Regions from separate parts of the Danio rerio genome. Here region 2 is linked to region 1. A link is a contact called in public HiCAR-type data. All regions are on one chromosome and are shown on one strand. Each heading gives the region's core, a stretch centred on a gene start, on an enhancer-like site or on the middle of the called end of the contact. The rest is flanking DNA. Distances are from core to core; before and after follow the strand shown. Region 1 overlaps shfl (shiftless antiviral inhibitor of ribosomal frameshifting). Region 2 overlaps rdh8a (retinol dehydrogenase 8a).

What was found. HiCAR-type assays count read pairs that join an accessible place to other places.
Region 2: a contact with region 1 is called in a HiCAR-type map of caudal fin, with 9 times the contacts expected there. The contact joins two enhancer-like sites. A contact is called at or near these places in 1 of 18 Hi-C or Micro-C datasets (caudal fin) and 1 of 4 datasets of contacts at active chromatin or transcription factors (caudal fin).

What each region holds. Positions count from the first base shown.
Region 1 is chr3:56,023,569-56,028,582 of GRCz12tu, forward strand. It overlaps shfl (shiftless antiviral inhibitor of ribosomal frameshifting), which reads right to left. Exons shown (of 10, transcript NM_001105527.1): 5 at 2,955-3,014; 6 at 2,819-2,854; 7 at 2,561-2,716. Among named protein-coding and RNA genes, the nearest start is that of shfl, 7.0 kb to the right of the region's middle. Within about 2 kb of position 2,578, at least 1 of the 62 cell types and tissues checked has an H3K27ac peak or open chromatin away from gene starts, as enhancers often do. A contact at or near this core is called in caudal fin, where this site is marked.
Region 2 is chr3:56,212,664-56,218,101 of GRCz12tu, forward strand. It overlaps rdh8a (retinol dehydrogenase 8a), which reads right to left. Exons shown (of 6, transcript NM_200707.1): 6 at 1,299-2,071. The coding sequence ends at 1,844. Among named protein-coding and RNA genes, the nearest start is that of rdh8a, 32 kb to the right of the region's middle. Within about 2 kb of position 1,853, at least 4 of the 62 cell types and tissues checked have an H3K27ac peak or open chromatin away from gene starts, as enhancers often do. A contact at or near this core is called in caudal fin, where this site is marked.

The DNA.
Region 1 (5,014 bases), core at 1,328-3,827:
AATAAACACAAAGTTGTTTGGTGGGTTGACTTGGATAATATGAATCACCAAGGACCACAGATGTAGCCAAAAATCTTCTTTATTGTTCTAATGAAGAAAAAAGTCACCTTCATCTTCATAAGCATTCTGTGTAAAATTGAGAGTCCAAAATTGTGGGTCCAATACATTTGTGGTCCATGTGAACTGCAGCTTTAGCATTTGTTTGAAAGTAGGAACAAGTCGCTTCAAATTATAGAGGCCATTTGATTGGGCAGAAAATTTCAAGAGAAGCTGCATTGTGAGGTCATCACAATGGTGGATCCATATTGGAACAAGTGAGAGAGTGCACGTTTTGAATGCATATATTTTCTAAATCCAAATTTTAGACAACCTTACAGCAAACTGGCAATGCATTCCAAGCAGGATGTATCATGGCCGCCATAATGAAGTGTCGTTACAAACCGAAGTGCTTAAAACTGGCTACTTCGAAAGAAGGGTTTTGAAAGGTACAACTGATAGACGGTGGCTTTACATGCACATTAGTAATCAAATTATTTGCCTTAAACTAATTAAGACAATAAAAAGATTACGGCGTTTAAACGAGTTGCTTTTTGAATGTTCCTTTCATGATTCCGTTTTACATGTTATAGCACATAGTTCAATTAACATCATTGGGTCACTGCGCTATCCACATTTCTTTGGAGTTTCATGAAATGTTTTATTTTTGATTAATCCGATTTGTAATGATTCATCAGACATTTCTGGATCCATATGCACACTTTAATAACAGTAATAACTCACAGGTGGAAACTCATTTAATATCAGATTAAATAGGAACTTTCCAGTAGTATAGTCGAAGAGCAGGCGTGGGTCGAGGTTAGGAGAGAGTAATCTTTAACGAGAGACAGGCGGAGATTAGGGGCAGGCGGCTGGCAGATGGAATCGATATAACTATGCAGTGGTCAGGGCAGGCAGATAGCTTCGGAAACGGTAAGACAGTCCAGGTCAATACACAGATAGGCAATAATCAACAGGGTAACGTTTAGAGATGATGGTGATAATCAAAACTTCGCACCGAGTGAAGGATGTGTGCGTATATATAGAGAGTCTGAAATTGGTTTCAGCTGTATGTAATCAATCCCAGTTGAGCATTGGGGAAATTAGAACTCAGGCGATGGCTCCCTCTGGTGGTCAAACGAGGAAGGTTCATGAGTAGATTTCACAACACGGTTAAAGTCATAATCGAACTAAAGAGAAATCGAATTAAGACATGTGGAGTACGTCGATTTTAGTTACATTATTGACGTGCAGTACAGACATGTAAACACCGCAATCAAACTATTACTGTCGTGTAGGGTTTTTGCTGCATTTTGTGACAGTATGTGACTATTCTCTGCACCTACCGAGTCAGTAAAGGATCACAGACACACACACCGTGAAGCTTTTTCCTCCACATGGCATGCGGTATCAAATTCCATTAAAACTACACTCTTCCAGCAGTTTAGTCGCATCCAATATCTTGTTTGTCATGGGGGCATGAAAAAAATGTACCCAGATGAACGCAATGAAGCTAATCCAGTTATGTGTTGTAACATGTAAAACAGAATCATGAAAGGAACTCATGTAAACACCTCAATAATAATAATAATAATTCCTTAAATTTATATAGCGCTAGATACTCAAAGTGCTTTACACAATAGGGGGCAATCTCCTCATCCACCACCAGTGTGTAACATCCACCTGGATGATGCGACGACAGCCATATTGCGTCAGACCACACACCAGCTGATTGGTGGAGAGGAGACTAATGAATGAGTAATGAAGCCAATTATGATATAGGGCCATGATGGACAGAGGATAGTCGGCAAATTTGACCAGGATGCCGGGGTTAAACCCCTACTCTTTTATTGAAGGACATCCTGGAATTTTTAACAACCACAGAGAGTCCGGACCTCGCTTTAATGTCTCATCCGAAAGACGGCGCTCACTGAGCAGTATAGAGTCTTCATCAATGTCCTGGGGCATTAAGACCCTCGCAGACCACAGGTTGGGCGCCCCCTGCTGGCCTCACTAACACCACTTCTGACAGCCACCTAGCTGTCCCATGTGGTCTCCCATCCAGGTACTGACCGGGCATGGCCCTGCATAGCTTCAGTGGGCGACCATGTGATAGTTGCAGAGAGCTAGCTGCCGGCCAACAATAATATTAATCATATTATTGTTTTATTCATATTGAGGCAAATAACTTGATAACTCATGTCCATGTAAACATAGCCACTTTTTGGCTGTCTTAATCCTTTGCACAGAGAAGTTGTTTAGTGTTGAGCAGTTTGTTCTATTCAGAAGGGCTCATCGCTATGTCCCTATGCCTTAATCCCACATACCAAATTTCGTTTAGATTTCATGAGATCTTTAATGTTCTACTAAAGACAAAAAGACCCTCATTTTTGATGGCCTGATGGAACTGACTGCAGATTTTCATTTATTTACTATCCCACTTCAAACCTCTGACATTCACCAGCACAGCCCTTGATTTAACTGAGCCTGATTTGAGTTTTAAGGGTGTGGTCCAACATCTTACCCTTTTCCTCTGGGGCACACGTCGCCACCAATCCCTGTCACATGACTCACAGGCAAACTGATGTGTGTCTGACGGGATCTGGTTTGCCTGCGCCTGGTCAAACATTTGCTTGTTTTCCATTGTTAATGGCAGAACTCTTAGACGCGTCCCAAGCTCCTGCAAGCATGTCTGTGCATGTTAGTCCACAATGCTCATACAGTACTGCAATATCAACTGTGGCAGGGTTTAAAACTAAGTACATAATGTAAAGCAACTAACCGTTATATCCCGGTCATCACTTGGTTGTTTCTTTGCCTGAGAAAGAAGGGGAATTTGAGTCATGCATAAATACTACAATGTAATGCAATGATTTATTCATCCTGTAGATGTTCATACACTGAAAACAACATCTTACTTTTGCGGATGGTCCTGCACCACTGGATCCAGAGGACGATGACTTGGCATGTTTCTCCACCTATAAATTTTTGACGACCACATCTTGACTATCATCATTATACAATTAAAAAACTGTAAGGTAAACAGCAATACCTTCTACTTTTGTTTTCAGAAATCATGTAACAAGACATATTTATATTTACATTTACATACAAGGATATTTACGCTTTGTAAAAGGAATAGTTCAACCAAAAAGTGAAAATTCAGTCATTATTTACTCAACCTTCACTTGTTCCAAACTTGTTTGAGTTTCTGTTGAACACAAAAGAAGATTAGAAGAATGAAGAATGTCGGAAACCATTGACCTTCCTGATAATAAAAACAAGTACTGTACAAGCCAGAGGTTACTGGTTTCCAACATTCATCATAATATCATCTTTTGTGATCAACAGAACAAAAGAAAACTAGTTTAAGACGAGCTGAGGATGCACTGTTAAAAATGCTGGGTTCCACACAATCGATATGTGTTGACACAACATGAAGAAATGAAGTTAACTTGTTAGTTTTTACCAATTTAAGTGGATTTTACCAAAAATAATTAAGTTATCACCAAAAACACTTTAAGGGGCCGATCACAAAGAATGTGCTTTATGCATTGAGAGGCGCCTTTTTTGAATGGTTTACTAATGGCCGCGAGCGTGTTGCACACTGCTTATGTGCCATGAGTGCCTTGCTTTTTAACTGCCTGCTTCGCCTTGCGTTTTTGCCCTTGCGCGCTGTGCGCTCTCCCTTGAAAAAAGTCAACTTGGAGTGGAAAAAGCGTGTTACGTCACTCGCGTTTTTTTCATTTTCTAATCAAATGAAAGCAGAGGCTGAGTTTCCGTTGAGGTGCCTGCAGTGTTTATGTTGTCAAGACAACAAGGGAGACTTTTGAAGATGGAGGAGAGACTTGTGGTTGCTGTTATCTGGAGCTGTATGACTTCACAAATCTTGAATATCACAATATTTTTAGATTTTAGAGTTATAGGCGATGCAGTGGCGCAGTGGGTAGCACGTTCGCCTCACAGCAAGAAGGTTGCTGTTTCGATCCTCGGCTCAGTTGGCGTTTCTGTGTAGAGTTTGCATGTTCTCCCTGCATTCGTGTGGTTTTCCTCCAGGTGCTCCGGTTTCCCCCACAGTCCAAAGACATGCGGTACAGGTGAATTGGGAAGGCTGAATTGTCCGTAGTGTATGAGTGTGTGCGTGGATGTTTCCCAGAAATGGGTTGCGGCTGGAAGGGCATCCGCTGTGTAAAAACTTGCTGGATAAGTTGGTAGTTCATTCCACTGTGGCGACCCCAGATCAATAAAGGGACTAAGCCGTCAAGAAAATGAATGAATGAATGAATTAGAGTTATATTAATATCAACAGCAACGCTCTCGCAAAATATCTAGCTGATTTAGTTGTTGCCTAGCAGTGCAGTGCGCCTCGCGTTTTTGGAACGCAAATGCACATTCAAGTGATTCAAGTTGTTTCTGCTCATTTTAAATAGGCTAGGTGGTTTGAACAAGCAGCAAAAGAAATTTTGGAGTGCGTCAAAGATTGGAGAATTTCCTTTTCTGTGAACTATCCCTTTAATCCTTTAAGGTGCACTTCTTGAAAATAAATTTTTGGCTCACATCTTGGATTGAATAATTTACTTACACTTCTCTTATTAATAGTAATAAACAATTAAAATATGTAAAAATAAGGATAAGCAGGGTGTGAATTACAGGGGCGTTTGGGAGGATTGACTGCCCTAGTATACTTAAAGGGACACAATACTGTCAGTAGGCGCCGTCTTTCAAATGAGATGTTAAACTGAGGTCCTGACTGTTTGTGGTCATTAAAAATCCCAGGATGTCCTTCGAAAAAAATAGTAGGGGTTTAACCCCGGAGTCCTGTCCAAATTCTACCCTTGGGCCTTTATATATACCATTTATATAACCATTATAGCCTCCCAATCACCCCCATCCACCGAACTAGCTCTATCACTTTCTCTCCACTCCACCAATTGCTGGTGTGTGGTGAGCGCACTGGCGTCGTTGATCTGTGGCTGCC
Region 2 (5,438 bases), core at 603-3,102, 190 kb after region 1:
AAGTAATCTTTAGAATTACTATAAATTTAATTGGAGCAAAACTCTTCAGAAAAGCAGACTTAAAGTTGAAAACGGCTGCTCTGTAGAGTATGAATGTTTAATATGAATTTGGTCCAAAAGTACATTTGCCATGTTACCTACAGTACCAGTGTTGTGCTGTGCTATGCTGTGTACTGTGTTCTCGTGTACTGTATTTCACTTACAAGGGACACATATTTGTATATAGCCATGGTTATTTTCTCAAATGTAAGTCTACAGATCTAGGCAGCCACACAACGTCATATGACATTAATAATAGGTTAGATTTAGGTTGCCAGCGTCTAAGGAATATGTTATTTTGGCATCCAAATTTGACATGAAATGACATTGATCTTTGGTTGATTTTAGGTAGGGTTGGAAATTGACCAAAATCCAACATTAGATCAACATCTTAACCAAGGGTGTTAAATCCAGTTCCTGGAGGGCTGCAGCTCTGCACAATTTAGCTTAAACTCTAATTAAACACACCCGATCAAACTAATTGAGTCCTTCAAGCGTGTTTGGAACCTACAGGTAAGTGTGTTGAAGCAGGGTTGGAACTAAACTCTGCAGAGCTGCGGCCCTCCAGGAACTGGAAATGACACCTGTGTCTTAAACCAATGTCAGATTGACTTCAAAAACTGACAATAATTCCTTAGGTATGGCAATCAAAATCCAATGTCTGATAGACGTCATGTTGGTAACGTCCACACATAATCAAGCTGTAACATTATTAGAGGTTGATATTTGTGTTGAAACTAAAATGCAACGTCTGTCGGATGTCGGACATTGACATCAGCCTGACGTTGGGTTCTGACGTCAACCTGATTTTCATTTTTAAACAACGTAAGGGGGACAACGTCAATCTGACGTCATGTTGATGTCCTGTGCCTGCTGGGATGAATCAAGTATCCTTGAAAGCAGCCTTTGATTCTCACCCTATCTGCTTTGAAAGCATCAAGTTTAGACTAACCTCCAGTTACCCACAAATCATTGTGCAAAAATTGAGAGCAAAAGAAATGTCCAGCATAAAAAAAAAAACATATCCAGCCTTCCAGTTGTGAAACACCCATTGTAATAAACGAGACCAGAGATCCCATATTATTCCTGTGTGCCAATGCATTAATCTGCTGATGTATTCTGTCGCCCTCTGGTGGTTACCGGTGGTAACAAATTTTTCAGTTTCTTTCTAAACTTAAGACTCCCAAGGAGCTAATAAATTATTTCAAAACAAGAAAATGAAACCACAATTAGAATATGAGTCATATAATCAATAAAAAAATGTCAAACTATACTTTAATACACACCCAGGCTTCAGCAAATTGATCGCATGAGTTATTCAGTTTCCGAATCAACACTTCTTTAAATAGAGCTTCGAGACCACCTAAAATGTTCAAGTTAATATTAAAAAAAGACTTAAAAAGAAAAACAAAATAACCAAATAAAACATCAGATGCATTCCAATGTGAATCATTAGTACAAAAAAGGCAGCTATGTGATTACTTCTCACTTAAATCATGAACATCATAAGCATCACAATTAGCTTTTGAACTGGTCTGTCATTTTGCACTGTTTGATTCCATTTATCATTGTTAAGCACATGTAAAATATTTCATCATGATAATAACTTAACCAGCCTACTGGTTTTACAGTAACTGAGATGTTTAGATGAACAGCGGCATTCACACTAACACAATACATGCACGCTGTCCTTCTGAAAAGAGATATTGTGTGTTAATGGTGGAAAACTCTGTTGAGGTTTTGCGTTCTCCAGTTTGTAGAGTCCTGATTTAACTGAGGGAAATTTGACTCGCTGCTGCCCTCTTCAGTCTGGAGATATGGTGCGTCTGCGCAGGCAGTTGCATGTCAGGCATTTGAGGATGCTCATGGATATGTGCATCAGTGAGCCGAAGTTAAAGAGCAGGTTGTAGAAGGTTTGCACTGACAGACCTCCAGTTTCATCCGCATATTTCATTGCTACAATAGGCGTGTAGAGGCTGTTGGTCAGGTTGCGGAATCTTGGCTGGCTGGTTTCAATCACTTTCTTGGTGCACTGGTGAATAATGGCAACAGATTTAGTGTTTACACACACTCACAAAATGTACAGATATTTAAATAGATTTAAGACTAGAAGCACAGAGTGGGACATGTTTCTGGATCAACATCTACAGTTTGTTGATCCTGGAACAACATTTCAATCAGCCGATCAGAATTAAAAAATAAGATTATGTTCAGTTTAGGCTTACAATTAAGGTCAGACCCGTAGCCAGGAGGGGTTCGAGTGGTTCAAAAGAACCAAAATTTGTGCCATTCATGAGCTTATTTGTCCTATTTTGACTGCTATGTCATCCCAAAAGTGAAAATAACCCATCGCAAAGGCTTTAAGACCAAGCCGAATTCTGTGTTGGCTATCATGACTTAAGTTAATCTGTTTTGACCAATGCAAACAAGTATTTTCAACATCCAGCTGTGCAAGAAAACACACAATCTTTCATAAGTGGGTCATCTATTACTACTATATTGTTTAAAAATAGAGAAAACAGTTTACAAGTAACATTTATTTCTAAATCTTGGACCTTATTCATATAACAAAAAGATTATTAGATGATTTTGCAGCCATTTTGCACCAGACCACACACCAGCTGATTGGTGTGGAGGAGACAGAGTGATAAAGCCATTTATGATATGGGGAGGATTAGGAGGCCATGATGGACAGAGACCGGTGGGTAGATTTGGCCAGGATGCCAGGGTTAAACCCCTACTCTTTTTGTAGGACATCCTGGGAGTTTTAACGACAGAGAGTCGGGACCTCGGTTTAACGTCTCATCCGAAAGACGGCGCTCACTGAGCAGTATAGAGTCCCCGTCACTATACTGGGGCATTAGGACCCACACAGACTGCAGGTTGGGCGCCCCCTGCTGGCCTCACTGACACCACTTTTGGCAGCAGCCTAGCTTTTCCCATGTGGTCTCCCATCCAGTTACTGACCGGGCGCAGCCCTGCTTAGCGTCAGTGGGTGACCATGTGAGAGATGCAGAGAGCTAGCTGCCGGCAAAATGACAGAATAAAAAAATTCTGACTGAATAAAGTTTAATGTGCTGGCCAATTTGTTATTTATAATTTGCCTAATAATTAACAATAGGCTTGTTTTTAATAAAAAATGGGTTACTTTTTTTAATGATATAAGATTTAATAAATTTGTATTTTAAAAATAAATATTTCTTTATTATAAATCTTAAGGAAATTTTTTTGGTGCATCAAAAAGTGTGGTTATGATGACCATCCGACAAGCTAATTCAGATAAAAATAGTGTTTAAAATCTATTTAAATCTCATAATTAAATATAAAATAAGGTTTGTAAGGTCCATATTTTGAGAAAAAAGAACCACCCCTTTGACCAGGCTGGCAACGGGTCTAAGGGTTATGTACTTCTACACAGGGGTGTAGATTTGGCATGGACGGAGGGGATGTGTCCCCACCAATATTCAGCAATTACTGAACTGTCCCCACTATTTATGCTGTAATTACAGCAAAACAAGGAGATTTTCCAGTCTTCCTTTACTGTACAAGACGTGGACATAAGTAGCTAGTTTTCAAAGAGTCACGTTTACTTGGAGTCCAACATAATGATATTAACCAAGGCTGTGCAGTTAATCGAAATTCAGTTTTGATTTTGTCTTTGTGATTCTGAAAAATAATAATCAGGATAAAACTCTCTATTCCCTATATTCTATACTCTACATTCATACCTCCTCAAAGCCAGATTCTCCAATCACGTGATTTGACTTTTGCAGCGTGGGATGGGTTTAATTAATTGTTATTTATATTATTAAGTGTTTAAAGCTTTTTAAAAAAGCATGAAAGAGAATTTGTTCTGTTCTATCCATTCGCTATAGGGATGTACAGTGCTCAGCATAACTGAGTACACCCAATTTTAGGAAATGAATATTTGTAGCCATTTCTCAGTGAAAATAGGTCATATATTTTGGAGCATTTGAACAAAACAGATTTATTAAACAGATTTATTTATTAAAACAATGTTTTAAGTCACTGATCGTCTTTAGAAATAGGAAGATAATTCATTTAAATTCAAGCAAAATATTGGGGGGAAATTATAAACTACAAAATTTCAACAAAATCTTTGTTTCTCTTCAATTTTTTTAACCCTAACACTAGTTTTTGGACTATTGGCATAAGTTATTTTTGTTAGATAAGCTTCAGATTTGGCTTCAGTACTGGCTAATCTCATGCATATGCACAAATATTCCTATAAAAATAGGAATTAAAATGAGAAATTTGTGAGGGGTGTACTTTTATATGTTGAGCACTGTATGTCCCCACCCATGTCGAGAGCAAATCTACACCCTTGCTTCTACATCATTGTTTTCGAACTATTATTTGATTTTGGGAATAATTTACAGTTAGGGTTGGGTTTAAGGTTAGGTATTGATTATATTCTAGGATCAACATACAGTAGATCCAATATCACATCCTACTTTGCAAAATTACACCCACCAGAACCACAAGGAGTCACTGTATGGGTAAACTTAACCTATTTGCATGCTGTTTAGATGTTGCTAAAGCATATTACATAATAGTTTAATGTAAGTGTCTTCACTAGCTTTTAATGCTGGTTTCTGGTTTAAGTTTGTTCTTGCTGGTCTTAAAATGATTATCTTTAGTCTCAGGCCCTGATTGGCTAATCGGGAGGACTGGGAGAATTTTTTTGGCCGCAAGGGCCGGTGTCCTTAGCTGCTTGCACTCTTAGCAGTCACACTTTTTCATTTATTTATTTATTTGACCAAAGCCTCACTTTTTTATTCATCATTTTGCCGCAGCTCCGCTCTTTTTTTATTTATTTTCTCGCAGCCCCGAGAGCAAAATAAAGCCTTCAGGTTAATGATGACCCCAAACAGCGCCACCTTAGTAAATATAAGAATTCGAATAATTAATGTTAATGAATATTTCACCTGCTCAATGAAAATCAGACGATTAACTACATTAATAAATCTGACATAACTTGATCAGAAATTTGAAAAGGGGAGAAAAAGATTAAGTCATCAAACACAGCATAATAGCACCATAGTGGTCCAGTGGTCAATACGATATGTTACGATGGTGCAGACCCGAGTTCGAACCTCACTTCAGTATTTTTATTTTATTTTTATTTTTAGCGTTAAGACATATAATACTATTTGGGTTACTTTAAGAGGTGTACATATTTAATTTTTTCTGTAACCACCGTTGAAAAGTACGGGATATTTATAAGGAATTTTGCACAGAATATATATTCAGATATTGCAGGAAAGGACATTGTGATGTTTTAAAGCAGGGGTGTCAAACTCAATTCCTGGAGGGCCGAAGCCCTGCACAGTTTAGTTCCAACCCTGCTCCAACACACTTACCTGTAGGTTTCAAAC